Linked DNA regions of Ovis aries: region 1 is linked to region 2. The links are chromatin contacts, called in public Hi-C maps. All regions are on one chromosome and are shown on one strand. Each heading gives the region's core, a stretch centred on a gene start, on an enhancer-like site or on the middle of the called end of the contact. The rest is flanking DNA. Distances are from core to core; before and after follow the strand shown. Region 1 holds the start of BPI (bactericidal permeability increasing protein). Region 2 overlaps KIAA1755 (KIAA1755 ortholog).

Region 1 (7,239 bases), core at 1,624-4,123, 63 kb before region 2:
TCTCCAGCCATTTAAAAATGTAAAAGCCATGCTTAGGCCAACTAGTTTGCCATGCTTATTCGCCAACACTTAGTTTGAAATATCACCCGCTCCAAACACCCAGTCATGCATCCTGTGGGTGTTTATTGATCATCTGCTCTGTGCTCTTCCCTCACAGACACTGTGTCTGTCTGGGTTTTGGACTCTCTCACCACAGGATCTTTGCATGCACCTTTCCCACTGCCTGGGAAACCTTTTCCTCTCATCTTCACCTGGTCAGCTTCTAGTCATCATTTCTTCTAGGAACTTTCTCTGGTTCGTCAGAAGAGTGTGATCCTGCTTGTTATCATTCTTACAATGCTGTGGATATCTCTTTTGGAGCTCGCATTACCTTTTGTAATTATGCAACTATTCATGTGATTTTTCAATTAATATATCTCTCCCCTACTAGATGTAAGCCGCCCAAGGCCAGAGACGGATGTCACAGATGTCTGCCACATTTACCACAGAGACTAGAACTTAATACCTGATGGATGACTAAACGAATGAATGTCCCCAGGGTCAGGAATTCTGCCATCCTTTATTATGTGCAAACAAGTTAAATGAGAAGAATAAGCGGTAAAATGATGGATCCCAGGATTTGTGTTTTTCCAAGAGCCAGTTAAGCATAGTAATAATAATAGTAACAACAACAACAACATTTATCAGGTTCTTACTCTGTTCCTGGCACAATTCTGGGCTCCATGCGTGTATTAAGTTACATACGTGTAACTGAACATAGGCGAATCTGAACAATCCTGGGTAGTAAGTCTGGTTGAAAAGAACTGATTTCAGACCCAGATCTCCCACACTGCAGGAAGTCTTTACCAACCGAGCCACGAGGGAAGAAGCCCAGTGGGTCTTTTAACCTCCCAATTCACAGACAAGGAAACAGACTCAGAAAGGTGACCACACAGCTGACAGCTGAGGGAGGCAGCATCTGAATTCAGGCCTTCTGTTTCCAGAGCCCGCGCCCTGGGACAGGCCTTCTGGGGGTCCAAAAGTAAACCAGACATAGACTGGCACTGCCCAGAGAGAAATGAAACTGTGGGATGGCCACCATCAGTGGATCTGCAGGGGCCAGGTCTCGAAGGGTCTCTAAGGCCAAGCCCAGGACGCCTTCTGAAGGCACTCGGGAGCCGCTGAATAGTGTCAGTAATGAGGGTCCTGAACCGCTCCACTGCACTTCAGGACACTCATGATGGCTGTATGGGGTGTGAGTAGAAGGCGGGACCGAGGCTGCTCTGACAGAATGTGAAGACTTTTAGGCTTAAAGGCTGAGCCCAAGTCTCTGCTCCTGGGAAGCGACCAGAGGCGCTCCAGGTCTGAGTACAGGGCAGGGGCATAATCTTTTCTCCTAGCTCACTGGGAGCCTTCCGTCTGCAACCCTGGGATTCACAGGTGTCCTGCCTGGGCTGGGGTAGGAATTCAGGGATGGAATGCCAGGTGTCCTGTCCTGGGCTTTCCTGATAGCTCAATTGGTAAAGAATCCACCTGCAATTCAGGAGACCCTGATTCGATTCCTGGTCAGGAGGATCCTCTGGAGAAGGGATAGGCTACCCACTCCAGTATTCTTGGGCTTCCCTTGTGGCTCAGCTGGTAAAGAATCCACCTGTAATGCAGGAGTCCTGGGTTCGATCCTTGGGTTGGGAAGATCCTCTGGAGAAGGGAAAGGCTACCCACTCCAGTATTCTTGGGCTTCCCTTGTGGCTCAGCTGGTAAAGAATCCACCTGTAATGCAGGAGTCCTGGGTTCGATCCTTGGGTTGGAAGATCCTCTGGAGAAGGGAAAGGCTTCCCACTCCAGTATTCTGGCCTAGAGAATTCCATGGATTGTATAGTCCATGGGGTTGTAAAGAGTTGGACACGACTGAGCAACTTTCACTTCACTTCACTTCGGTCCTGTCCTGATTCCCCTGGGGGTCCACCGCCCCTGAGAGCCTGCCTTCTCCTGGGTCTGATGTCGCTGGCACCAGCTGTCCCCCACTGTTCTGCAGGTCATATCTCTGCCACCGAGAGGCAGCATTGAGCAGCCCCACGCCGATACTTCACAGACCAGAGCTCAGATCCAGGCCACCTCCTTCCCCCTCCCTCCTTCCAGTCTGTCTGCTCATCTGTAAAGGCCACTAGTAACATTTTGTGCTTTTGGCATAGTGCCTGGCACTGATCTGAGCAGGTCAGGAGGCTGCTTCATAACATTCTCTGCTGCGTCTGGGCCTGAGGGAGTGGCCTGGGGGGATCCTCTCTGTGGCACCCGGCTGGCTACTGTGCAGAGTGTGGCTGCCAAGCACCCCCGCTCTTCATGGAGCCGAAGCTCGGCCCACGCTGAGGACTGAGCCAGGGGCTGCCAGACGAGTATCAGGGCTGAGAACCAGCTAGGAAGGAAGTGAAGGGCCCAAGCCCGAATCGGGTATTGGGTAGAGGGAGGGGGACCATGAGGGGCCTGAGCACTGGACTCAGAGTCCTCCAGACTAGGGTTCCATCCCCTCCGCTGCGGCTTCCCAGCTCTGTGACCCTGGGTGACTCACCCTGGCCCAGCTTCTTGCTCTGTAAGACAGGGTGAGAGGGCCTCCTTGAAGGAGCAGTGAGCAGGCCATACTCTGGATTAAAGGGCTGCACACAGCAGGTGCTCAGTCAGTGATGGGAGAGAAGGAAAGGAAGGCAGCCAGTTACCGTAGTCCAGGCCTTTCTGGGTGACCCTGGCCACGATGCCTGGGTTGGTCGTCGTTGTCACAGCCGTGCCCAGGGCGACCAGCACCACCAGGGCTGCCCACCTCCGCGCGCTGCCAGGGCCGCGGGCCATGTCTTCGTCCTGCAGAGCTGCCAAAACCTCGAGGTCCTGGAGGGGAACCAGGGACCTATAAAGGAGGCAGCTGTGGAAATGCAAGTCAGGAGAACAAGAAAGGAGGAAGGAACACGAGCAGGGCCGGAAGAGGGGCGGGCGGCCGCCTGCCTGCGGTTCCCCACTGTATGGCTGGGGCCACAGCCCCAGAACAGCCAGCACTGAAGCCTGGGAGCCGTGTGTGTGTGTGTGTGTGTGTGTGTGTGTGTGTGTGTGGCATGTGTGTATGTATGTGTGATGTATGGTGTGTATGTATGTGTGGTGTGTGTGGTTGTGTTTGGGGTGTGTGTGTGGTATGGTATGTTTTATGTATGTGTGATGTGTGTATGCATGTGTAGTGTGTGTGTGGTGTGGTGTGTGTGTGTATATATGTGGTGTATGTATGTATATGTGGTGTGTGTGTGGTTGTGTTTGGGGTGTGTTTGTGTATGTGGTGTGGTATGTTGTATGTATGTGTGAAGTGTGTATGCATGTGTGGTGTGTGTGTGTGTGGTGTGTGTGTATGTATGTTTAGGGGTGTGTGGTATGGTGTAAGTGTATGTATTGTGGTATGTATGTATGTGTGGTGTATGTATGCATGTGTGATGTGTGTATGGTATGGTGTGTGTGGTGTGTGTGGTTGTGTTTGTTGTGTATGTATGTGATGTGGTGTATTGTGTGTGTGATGTGTGTATGCATGTGGTGTGGTGTGTGTGGTGTGTGTGGTTGTGTTTGTTGTGTGTGTATGTATGTGATGTGGTGTATTGTGTGTGTGATGTGTGTATGCATGTTGTGTGGTGTGTGTGGTGTGGTGTGTGTGGTGTGTGTGTGGTGTGGTGTGTGTGGTATGTGTGTGGTGTGGTGTGTGTATGCATGTGGTGTGGTGTGTGTGGTGTGTGGTGTGTGTGTGGTGTGGTGTGTGTATGTATATGTGGTGTGTGTGTATGGTGTGTGTGTGTAGTATGTGTAAGTCGAGACTTCTGGCTGTGAGTGTCATTCCCTTTCCTTTCCCCCCTCCCTGAACCCTCCACCCAAATCCCTCCATCCAAGAACTTCTGGGAAGCTGGGTGGTAGAGATATCAGAGTTGATTATATTGTCTTTTTTTTATGCTTTACTGAGGTATAATTGGCAAAATTGTACACAGTTGCTCCTTGAACAGCACAAGTTTGAACTGTGCAGGGGCATTTGTATACGGATTTCCTTCAATAAATATGTACTGCCGTCCTACACCACCTGTGGTTGGTTGAATCCATAGATGTGGAACCTCAGATATGATGGAACTGCGTATATGGAGGTCAGACTCTTAAGTTATACTCGAATTTTCAACTGCTTGGGATGTGGGAGTCAGCACCCCTAGCCTTGCATTGTTTAAGGGTCAAATGTACATTTAAAGTGTATAGTGTGATAATTCAATATATGTATACATTGTGAAGTGATTGCCACAACCAAACTAATTAACTCATCTCTCTCTTCACGTGGTTATCATTTGGTATGTGTAGTGAGAATGAAGATTTACTCTCTTAACAAATTCCAAGTGTATAGTATTCTTAACTGCAATTATCATGCTGTGCATTAGATCCCCAGAACTTACTCATTTTATGACTGAGACTTGTATTTTTCTTTCTACTTCTGATTTCCTTGGTGTTTTCCACAGTAAAACCTTTAAGGAAACAGAGCCTGAAGCATTTTCTTGTTCTGAGAGGCAATAGTGGTAATAATTAAATGCTTGAATTTTGAGTCTGGTATTTTAACTGGTTTTAAAGCTCAGCTTTGCCACTCTGTGGTGGTTTGACCTTGGTCAAGCCCCTTAACCTCTCTGAACCTCAATTCCTCTTTGTAAAGTGAAGATAACCAGAGTACACCCCCCACCTCGGGTTATTGTGAAGACATAAAGGGCTTTAAATCATGTAAAGCACTTAACACAATACCCCATGCATAACATGCTCACAAATGGTAGCTATTACTGTCACTCTGGCTTTCAAAGTAATCCATGTTCATGGGCCAAAATTTGAGAAAGAACCAAAAAAATATAAATAAAAATTATGTGCAATCCTGTTCCAGAGAGGACAAGCAGAAGTGTATTATAGAGTATTTCTCTCCTCGCTCCCCACTTTTGGTAAGCGTAGATCAGGTATGTCTTTCAACACAGAAATATGTAATCAATGCCGGTTTTGTGAAGTTCCCTTTTTTCATGAACAGTGTGTGCGGTTCTCTGTATTTCATTGCTTCCTTAACCTACAGTTTTCTTCACTAGGCTTTTGTTCTTATACCCTTTCCCCTTTCCTTTGACAGATGTGAAGCCTGAGGCTTCGAGAGGGGAAGTGTTCTTTCCACAGTCACGCGGCTAGGCTGCTAGCAGAGCTGGGATTCAAACACAGATACATCCCACACCAACCTGAGTCCTTCAGCATCTTGGGAGCTGGGGCCGGGTAGGGGAGGCTGGCATCAGCACACACAGTCCCCACCCTCCCTCCAACTTTCCAGTCAGAATTCTGTCTGCTAGGCCCCTGCCCCTCCCTTTGCAGCAGGCTCAGGTCCAGTGTAGGCAGGAACCCCACCAGGCAGTGGGCACCATCTCCATGGTGATGAGAGGAGGGGCGGGGCTGCAGACAGGGAGGCTAGCTTCTCTCCTGCTGGGTCCTCATCAGCCCCCTGATGCCCAGTCTCCCCGACTCTGATTTGATGAAAGTCTAATGAAGCCCATTGAGCCTGGAGGACATGAGACCTTCTGAATTTTTTTTCTTTCTTCTCTTTCCACTGTTTCTGAAAGGATCTCCCTTCCTGCCGCCACCCACCACAACAAGAATCCTTCTGGCTTGCTGTAGAATGAAAACAGTGGCTGTGGACAGAGCATCTACTATGACACTTTATATGTATTGTCTTCAAGCCTTTAAATAACCAGTGAAAAGTGAAGAAATCGTTAGTCGCTCAGTTGTGTCCCATGGATAGTAGCCCGCCAGGCTCTTCTGTCCATAGGATTTCTCAGCCAAGATCACTGGAGTGGGTTGCCATTCCCTTCTCCAGGGGATCTTCCCAACCCAGGGATCAAACCCAAGTCTCCTGCATTGCACGTGGATTCTTTACTGTCTGAGCCACCAGGGAAGCCCCAAATAACCTGTGAGAGAGGAATAATTATCCTCCATTTTGAAGATAAGGAAACTGAGTCACAAGGCAATTATGTCCCTGTCAAGGTCGCAGTGCCTTTCTTGGAGAGAAATATTCTCTCTTCTTGGGGTAGTTTATAAGAGAACTTGTCACCCTGGGTCTTCACCCTAGCTCTGCCTTCCTGGGCCCCCAGACTCCCGTGTCTGTATCCGTGCGAGGAAGACACGTGCTGAAACACGTAGACTGATGACTTGTCAGAAAATCAGTTGTTTGAAAAGTTATCTTACACAGTTTTGAATACCTGCAGCTCTAACTGCCCCAAATTCCTGGGTCCCCTGGGTCCAGGCAGATATTGCCTCTGTGAGGATATCAGACAAGAAAAGGGTATTACGAGGAAACTCACAGAATGATAACTTAAATTGCCACAACCTAAGAGTCTTAAAACCAACTGGCAAGTTTCTGAATAAGCCAGCCCCACTGGCTTCTGATGCCTGTGCTCAGTCAAATCCAGATGAGTCCATCAGCAAACCTCTGACCTCCTTTTCGGTTCTGCCCCTGGCTATGGTGGGGCCCCATTGCTTCAGACCTGACTCTTTACTTGGTGTGAGTGACAGTGTCTTCAACCCAAGCAACAGAAATCCCCAGCTCACATTGGCTTCAACAGTCTACCCATGTCTCAGAGATGAAGTTCAGAGAGAGAGCAGGTTTGAGAATCTGATTAATTCGACAGCTAACAAGACCTCCCTGGCATCCAGTGGTTAAGACTCTGCTTTCACTGTAGGAGTTGTGGATTTCATCCCTGGTTGGGGCACCTTTATGATCCCACATGCTGTCTGGCCAGGAAAAAAACCCCCACCAAATTTGCAACAAAAATGTGAATTAAAAGAATTCATTAATTAACAGGAATTTACCATCTCTCCACACCTGTCTGCTCTGCCACCCTATTATCTCAGATTTACCCTTACAGTGGCTTCTTTCATGGTTGTGTGAAATATTTTATGGCAAGACAAGAAAAATCTAAACATAAAAAATTTATTTCTGTCCTTTGGCTTCCTCTCTCCCTTCTAACTGTGCATCGTGTATCTGCATTAGGCATCGGCCAAATCTTCGCTGTTGGCAGAAATACCAGCTCAGCCCTGAAGAGAAGCATTCTCCCAGCATCAAGAAGACAACTCTTCTTGATGGAAAGGTAACATTCCTTCTTGATCTTGTAAGGGGCTCTCATCATCACCTTGTACTTGCATATCTAGATTGTGTAAAATGTCAGTGATTCATCATCTAATGTACAGTCCTCT
Region 2 (7,526 bases), core at 3,994-6,493:
CCTGCACTGGCAGGCAGATTCTCTACCGCTGAGCCACCTGGAAAGTCAATGAGACTCCTTCAAACCCAGATCTCAGGGAGCCCTCTCCTGAGGCAAAGTGGAAAGAAAAGTGTTTTAGGCAGAACTCATTGGCTGCAAATGACAGATCCTTACTTAGATCAGGGCAAAGTGATCCTGACATGAGTCTGAGGTGATCCACTAATCAGACCCCTTCAGGACTCTGTCTCTTGTCTCTGCTTCTACTGCTTGTCAGGATCATTCTTATAAGCGAGGTGTTTCCTCAAGGGTGGAGCCCAGGGCAGCACCAGGATCAAATCCTACTTTAAAGAAGAAAATGAACTCTTCCCCATCAGTTGCAGATAGAAAATCACAAGGGAGGATCCTGATTGGCTGGGCTTGAGTCTTGCATCCGTGCTTGGACCAATCATTGAGGCAAGGGGAATGAGGTACCAGGATTGGCCAGGTTTGGATCCTGTGTCTATCCTTGGACCAATTATTGCAGCCAGAGGGATGGATAAGAGGACTTTGCAGACTTGAATCCTATACCTCCCTCTGTGCTCAGAGGGTGGAGATTGTTTTAAGAAAAGGGTGGGGAGAAGGCCTTTGGAGACCAAAGCTTCAGATGCCTACTCATGGAACTTACCCACGTCCTTCAGAGTTGCTGATTCTGCTCTGCCCTTCTGTTATTCAATCCCCACCCCTAACTGCTCCAGCCTCAAGAATTGCTAAGAACATCTTAGGTCCTACTAGCCTTTCCTGAGTTACTCGTATCTGTCAGGGACCTGGCATATCAGGAATAGAAATAAATGGAGGAATTATGTGCATCATTTCAGTGATAGGAAAAAACTGAATGCAGCAGCTAAAAGTTCAGGCTTAGGAGGCTAGAATAAGAGATGGTTGGAACTGGAAGGAAATAGGTCATTTCATTCTAGGTGCTTAGCACGGTGCCTAGCGCATAGAAACAGCTCCATACACATTCACTGTTCTTGGACTAGAAGAAAGAGTCTCGCTGAAACACTGCAGCCAATTTCCACATATCCGTGTTGACATTATTTAAGCCGTATCTTCCCCCATCCTTCCCTCATGGCTCAGTAGTAAAGAATCCGCCTGCCAGTGTAGGAGACACAGGTTCAATCCTTGGGTTGGGAAGCTCTCTTGGAGGAGGAAAAGGCAACCCATTCCAGTATTCTTGCCTGAAAAATCGCATGGGCAGAGGAGCCTGGTGGGCTACAATCCATGGGTTGCAAAAAGTTGGATACTACTGAGCCACTGATCACGCACACAATGGCTCCCCGTCTTTATTTCTTCTCCCTAACAAGCTATACATCTACCTGCTTCTTTCATTTGGTCATTAAAACTGCATTTGCACTGTTCCTTTCCCCATTTCTTCTGGGGGCAAAGATCACAAGAGTTAGATTTTTTATATTTTAAATTATGGATGACTTTAATTATAATTACAGGTGAATTTGTGTCACCTCAGAGCAGGGAGTGGTGGCATGGAATTAATGTATGCCCCCAGGGGTCAGGTGCCCCAGGTTCAAATCCAGTCTTCATCACTGTGGAGTTGGGGGATCCATGTCCCCTCTCTGAACTTCAGTTTCCTTATGAGGAAAGCAGGAATGTTAATAACACAGGATGTATGTACCTCGCTGAGATGATACACACAGCTTAGCACAGAACCTGACATGAGGAAATTGCTCAGTAGCTGCTGGCTGTTACTTTACCACTGTCTCCTTTCTTCCTATGAAATAAGAATTCTCCGGCCTCAAAGTCTTTCTTTATAACCACCAGCACACAGACAGCCAGCCACAATCAATGAAGTCCAGGGAATCTGGAGACAAACATATGGCTGATTCTAAATGTGAGCACAAGTCCTCCTTTTGCTGCTCTTCAGCTGTGATGACGAGGCATATTTTTTTTTTTTACCATCTCTCTGAGCCTTGGTTTTCTCATCTGCAAAGTGGGAATGATAGTTCCCGAACTGCCTGCACCCCTGAATTACTGTGAGTCAAATGAGATGATCATAACAGTCATTTCTATGGTGATTTGCTATTTGCAAAATACCACTCGGCTGTTTCATCTCATTCACTGAGAAGTGGAGGGAGGGGGAAAGATGCTGTAAACAGCAGAGGACTATATGAAGAGGGTGAAATAACACAGAGACTTGTGGTTTATGGATAGAAAGTTTCTTGGAGACAGCCAAATCTGCAGTGTAACTGAAATGAACTGGCTTAACAACAAGGCAGGTACAGGTGTGGTCAGATCTCATCATTCCCCTGATTCATAATTCCAGAAAACACCTGCTTGATTCAGAGGGAGTCCAGTGTCATCCTCGGCAGGTCTCCCATACACTCATCCAAATCACATGAGAGTATTGGGGCTTGTTCGATCTGCAGGAATCAGACTCTTTCCCAAAAGTCAGAAAGAGAAAGACCTGTTTTCAGTTTGGTGGAGCTGTTGTTTCTGCTGATGCCACTTGGTGTCACTGTTGAACACTGGGCCCGCACAGCGCCAACTAAGTAACTGAGCATGCACGAACATCTACTTATTATATTTTATGCATTGCATTGTTTTTTAACAAACATACATGTATTTATGATCTCACTTAATCCTCATACCAACCCAATAATACCAATGTGTGTATTGGTATCTGAGCTGTCACTCAGCTGTGTCTGATTCTTTGTGACTCCCTGGATTGCAGCCAGCCAAGCTACTCCATCCATGAGATTTTTCCAGGCAAGAGTGCCTGAGTGGGTTGCCATTTTCTCCTCCAGGGGATCTTCCTGACCCAGGAATTGAACCTGCATCTCCTGCATTGGCAGGAGGATTCTTTACCACATGGGAAAGTCCTAATAATGCCAATATGTATCATTATTCCTATTTGCAAATAGGGAAGCTGAGGCTCAAAGAAATTATGTCATTTGCACAAGTTAGCAGTTCAGACCCTGGAACCCACATCTCTCTGGCCCTAAGTGGAGCGTTCATCTTGAACTGGGTTCAGAGGCGTTTTGATGGTTGGAGAGAAGGCAGCTGGCAGGACAATCCTCATGGAAAAGGCTTTTGCTACTGGTGCCTGGCACTCAGAGCTTTTCTCCCTTGGCCCAGTAGATGAGCAAGTATTGATATTTTCAAGGTCAGGGCCAGGACTAGGGGGAGCAAGCGGCATGGAGGGCCCAGCATTTAAGGAGGCGCTCCCTCTTGGGGCTGCGTGACTTGCAGGATGCTGAGAGTGGGGCCTCCTTGGATGCTGTGTCCTAGGCACCTTTCTTGTCTCACCTGAGCCCTCGACCTGTTCACTGTTCCTTCTGGGAGAGGGAAGGAAGAAACTCCTGGGTGGGGCTTTCAGAGCCCGATTCCCTGATGCTGTCCCCTCCTCTTTGCAGGCCCCCTACTCACACCGCCTCTTCCTGCACGAGGGCTGGCCGCTGTGCATGCGGGATGAGGTTGTGGTTCACCTGGCACCCCTCAATCCCCTCTTACTGCGCCAAGGTGACTTCTACCTCCAAGTCGAGCCCCGGGAGGAACAGTCCGTCTGCCTCACGATCAAGTGCCTCTCTGTGGACCTCCGCACAGTGGAAATGAAGTCTGTCCCTGAGTCATCCTATCCTATACTTTTCACCCAAGCCTGGCTAGAGGCCATCAACAGTGACTCTGAGGGCAGTCCCCTACACAACTGCCTGGTAGCTTCAGAAGATGGCATGGCCCCTGTGCCCTGGACCAAGATAACCAGCCCAGAGTTTGTGGATGACAGACCCCCAGCAGTGAATCTCCTCTCCCCAGCCTGGGCGTCCCTTCAGTTAGAGGCACTGGATTTGAGCAGCTCTCAAGAGCTGCACCAGGCCAGGTGCCCAGACAGGCAGGTGCTGCTTGTCCGGAGTTTGGGCAAGGGCAGGACACACAGGAACAAGTACCCAGGACTTATCAAGGTGGAGCAAGCTGGACCTGGGGAGGTGGGCTTCAGGGTGGACAGTGTGGCCAGCCAGGACCTGGAGGGAGAGTATGTGGCTCTTCTGGACTTTTCCCAAGAGAGCAGAGAAGGGTCTCCCAGTAAGGAGGTGGCGGCACCCAATGGGTGTCCTTTGGGGGCACCAGAAGAGCTATCTGGAACCAAGGAAATCCCTTTCTCTCAAAGGACGCTTCCTCTGTCAGGGGCCAATGGAGAGCCTTCCTTGGAAAAATGGGCTTGTGAGAAGCCTGAAAGCTTGAGGGAGAAACCCTGTGTTTGGGGCTTGAGGAGAAAGGCTAATGATAAAGTCCCTACCCAAGACTCAGAACACCAGCCCCTAGAGCCATACCTCAGCATCTTTGTAAACCCACTGCATTGTGCGTCTGGCCTCGGGACAGGTGCCTCAGAAGAGCCACCTACCTCCAAGACACAGGGCATTCTGGGAAACTCAGAGAGCATGGTCCAGCTCAAGCCAGGACCAAAACAAGCATCCTCTCCCCGGCTCTGCCCAGCTTCTCCTCTTGCTGCTCCAGCCTCCAAAACCAAGATGGAAGAGAGGACCAAACAGGGCAATGGGAGACTTGCCAAGCCTGTGACTAACCCCGGTAGAAACACTTCCTCTTCCAGGTCGCCCACTCCTGGGCTCAAATTCTCATTCTTAAAGGGGCAGAGGCAAGCCCCTGCGGCCCCAGAGAAAGCCTCGCTCCAGCATGACGGGCCCTGGAAAGTCTTGTGTTCACTCTACTCACCCAAACCCAACCGAGCCAAGTGCTTAGGGAAAGGTAAGATGCCCGCATGCTCAACTGGAGAGGGCAACTGTTCTCTGGATGTGATCAGGTGACAAGGTGGTGTAGGATGTCAGGGATGAGATTCATTTGGGCTGGGTCTGTCTCAGGGGTTTAGAGCATGGGGTGGCATGTCAAGAAGCTTAAGGTCTCTTGAGGCTGTAATTGAGCAAGATTCTGTGGTTGTGTTGAGACAGCCTGAGTCTACACCCCAGCTTGGCCATAAGCCGTCTGGGTGACCATGATCAAAGACTTAACCTCTGTAAGGCCAGGTCTCCCTCTCTGTGCAACGAGGATCTCATCTGCCTCCTCGAGTTGTTTTGAGGTTCAAAGACAACACCAGTAGTAAGGAGCTTAGCACAATGCCTGCCACATAGAAGGAGATCGATATTGTAAGCGCTTATCGTTAGGCAGAATGTGAGAAAACATTTTCCCTGGGAAAATCCATCTTCTGCAATATTCTTTGTTGTTTATCCGCAGCTGGAACAACTCAGACCAAAACATCTGGCCTAGACGCTGACTCAGACCCAGTGACGGAGGAAAAGGCTGACTTCCCAGAAGCTTCTGCAGGCCCTCCAGAAAAAAGCCCCGCTCTGGAAGAGGACCCCCCAGGGCTTGAGCCCAGGATTGGGGCCCTGAGCGTGGAGATCTTCCATTCCAGGATAGCATGCCTGCCAGGTCCTCAGGGGCTGTAGGGGCGAGTGGAGGTGAAGGGGAGGGAGCGGTGGGGGTGGGGATAGGGGTGGCTGAGAATCTTCTGATGCTGGTGGGTGTGGGGGAGGCAGGGAAGGTCCTAGATGCCTGTGTTCTGGACCAGGCCTCCCTGGGACTCAGATTTTTCATCTTTCCAATGAAGGAGGTTAAAGCAATTTCTAGGTATTCATTCATCCATCTATCCATTCCTCCCTCCCTCCATCCATCCATCCATCCATCCATCTGTCTTACTTCCAGTGAGGCCATCAAGGTGAATGTCTTAGGTCAGGTTCCCTAGAAGCAAAGCTTAAGACAGGGATCCCTTGGGGTAGTGATTTATTTTCCTGAAGGTTGCTTTCAGGAGAAGGGGAGTGAGAGAGGCAGGCAAGGCAGGGGAGAAGCTAAGCCAGGATGTGACCTGATTCTCTGGGGGTGGGGCAGCTCTGGAGCATGAATTACATCACAGAGATTGTTCTATCTTAAGGTTCAGGGGCTGACCTGTTGTACACCTGGATCTGTGAGTCATCAGCTGCAGGCTGATTCTGGGATGAGGATGCAAGTGAACCCGTGACCCAGTTCAGCGGAGGGCAATTCTTCAGACAAGGGGACATCTCTGGGCCAATGTACAGCCTGTAACTACAGTCTCTGGGGGATGAGTGCTCTGACCTGATAATGGGGGTCTGATTGGGGTGTCAACGTCATCCAGTACTGAGAGTGTTATCACTCTTGTTTAACATTTTTTCATCTTTGCAATAAAGATTTATTGAGCACCTACTGTGTGTCAGACCCTGGGCTTAGCACTGAGGCTTCAGCAGAGAACCAAGCCTGCTCTCAGGAAGCATATTCTGGGAGTAAATTCAACAGGTTATTACAGTAGATTATTATAATTCACTGTAAAATGTGACTATGTGGCATTACAGGGGGCTTTGGGAGGAGCGGTGAGGCCCCTGGGGTGCTTGGGGTAGAGGAGAGGTCAGGTAAGACTTCCTGAAGGAAGTGATGTGAAACTCAGTTCTGTAGTATGAGTAGGTGTCCTCTGTGTAACATGGTGGGGATGGTGTTCCAGTCAGAGAGAACAGCGTGTGCAGAGTTCTCCAAGCAAGAGAAACCACAGTGCTTTCTGGGAACTGACTGTCTTGCAAATCTGTTTTATTTCAGAGGCATCTAAATTTCTGCAGACATGTCCGGGGGGACACCGATCTGTCATTTTGTTTTCCTTTTTGAAAATATTTGTTTATTTATTTGGCTACCTTGAGTCTTAGCTCTGGCATGTGGGTTCTTTGTTGTGGGCTTCTCTCTAGTTGCAGCACGTGGGCTCAGTAGCTGCGGTGCTGGGGCTTAGCTGCCCGTGGCGTGTGTGATCTTAGTTCCCCAACCAGGGATCGAGCCCCTGTCCCCTGCATTGGAAGGCGGATTCTTAACCACTGGATCACCAGGGCAACCCCTGCTCTGTCATTTTAAAACTCCCAGAGGACATTGTCTGTCTTCTTGGTCATCTTTGTTGAAGCTCAAGCTGTTTGTTCCTATATTCATGCTAAGTTGCTTCAGTCCTGTCTGACTCTTTGCAACCCCATGGACTGCAGCCTGCCAGGCCCCTCTGTCCATGGAATTCTCCAGGCAAGAATACTGGAGTGGGTTTCCATGCCCTCCTCCAAGGGTCTTCCCTACCTGGGGATTGAACCTGTGTCTCTTATGTTTCCTGCATTGGCAGGTGGGTTCTTACCACTAGCACCATCTGGGAAGCCCTGTCCCCTTGTTAATTGTTCACAAAGTCTCACAATCCTTCTGTGTTCTAGATGGTTGCACCCGTGTGTAAGGCAACACTCGCAAAGGTGGTTAAGTTTGTGGAAGGCTTCATGAGCTACAAAGGGTCTCCCACACTTCCACACTGTGGAGGGTTGTACCTGCACGGAGTCGACAGTGCTCGCTGAAGGGCGGTCTTGAGTGAGGTGACTCTGGGGGTCAGGGCTGTGAGTCCAGAGCGCAGGATAGGCCCAGTTTCCAGTGGCCAGGGCCTCTTTCCCCCTGCTATACTCTCCCTTCCCCACAGTGTAGACAGACTGTGCTGACCCCCTGGGCCTCAGACTCTTGACCCTTGTGGG

Evidence for each region. A called contact is a pair of places that touch in the nucleus more often than the background predicts.
Region 1: a contact with region 2 is called in a Hi-C map of liver, with 3 times the contacts expected there. The contact joins the promoter of BPI here to the enhancer-like site in region 2. A contact is called at or near these places in 8 of 16 Hi-C or Micro-C datasets (hypothalamus, liver, mesenteric adipose tissue and 4 more).

Annotation. Positions count from the first base shown.
Region 1 is chr13:67,156,137-67,163,375 of ARS-UI_Ramb_v3.0, reverse strand. It overlaps BPI (bactericidal permeability increasing protein), which reads right to left and starts at 2,873. Exons shown (of 15, transcript NM_001306124.1): 1 at 2,691-2,873. The coding sequence starts at 2,820.
Region 2 is chr13:67,095,653-67,103,178 of ARS-UI_Ramb_v3.0, reverse strand. It overlaps KIAA1755 (KIAA1755 ortholog), which reads left to right. Exons shown (of 16, transcript XR_009596116.1): 4 at 3,384-4,728; 5 at 5,212-5,409. Among named protein-coding and RNA genes, the nearest start is that of KIAA1755, 17 kb to the left of the region's middle. Within about 2 kb of position 5,243, at least 5 of the 54 cell types and tissues checked have an H3K27ac peak or open chromatin away from gene starts, as enhancers often do.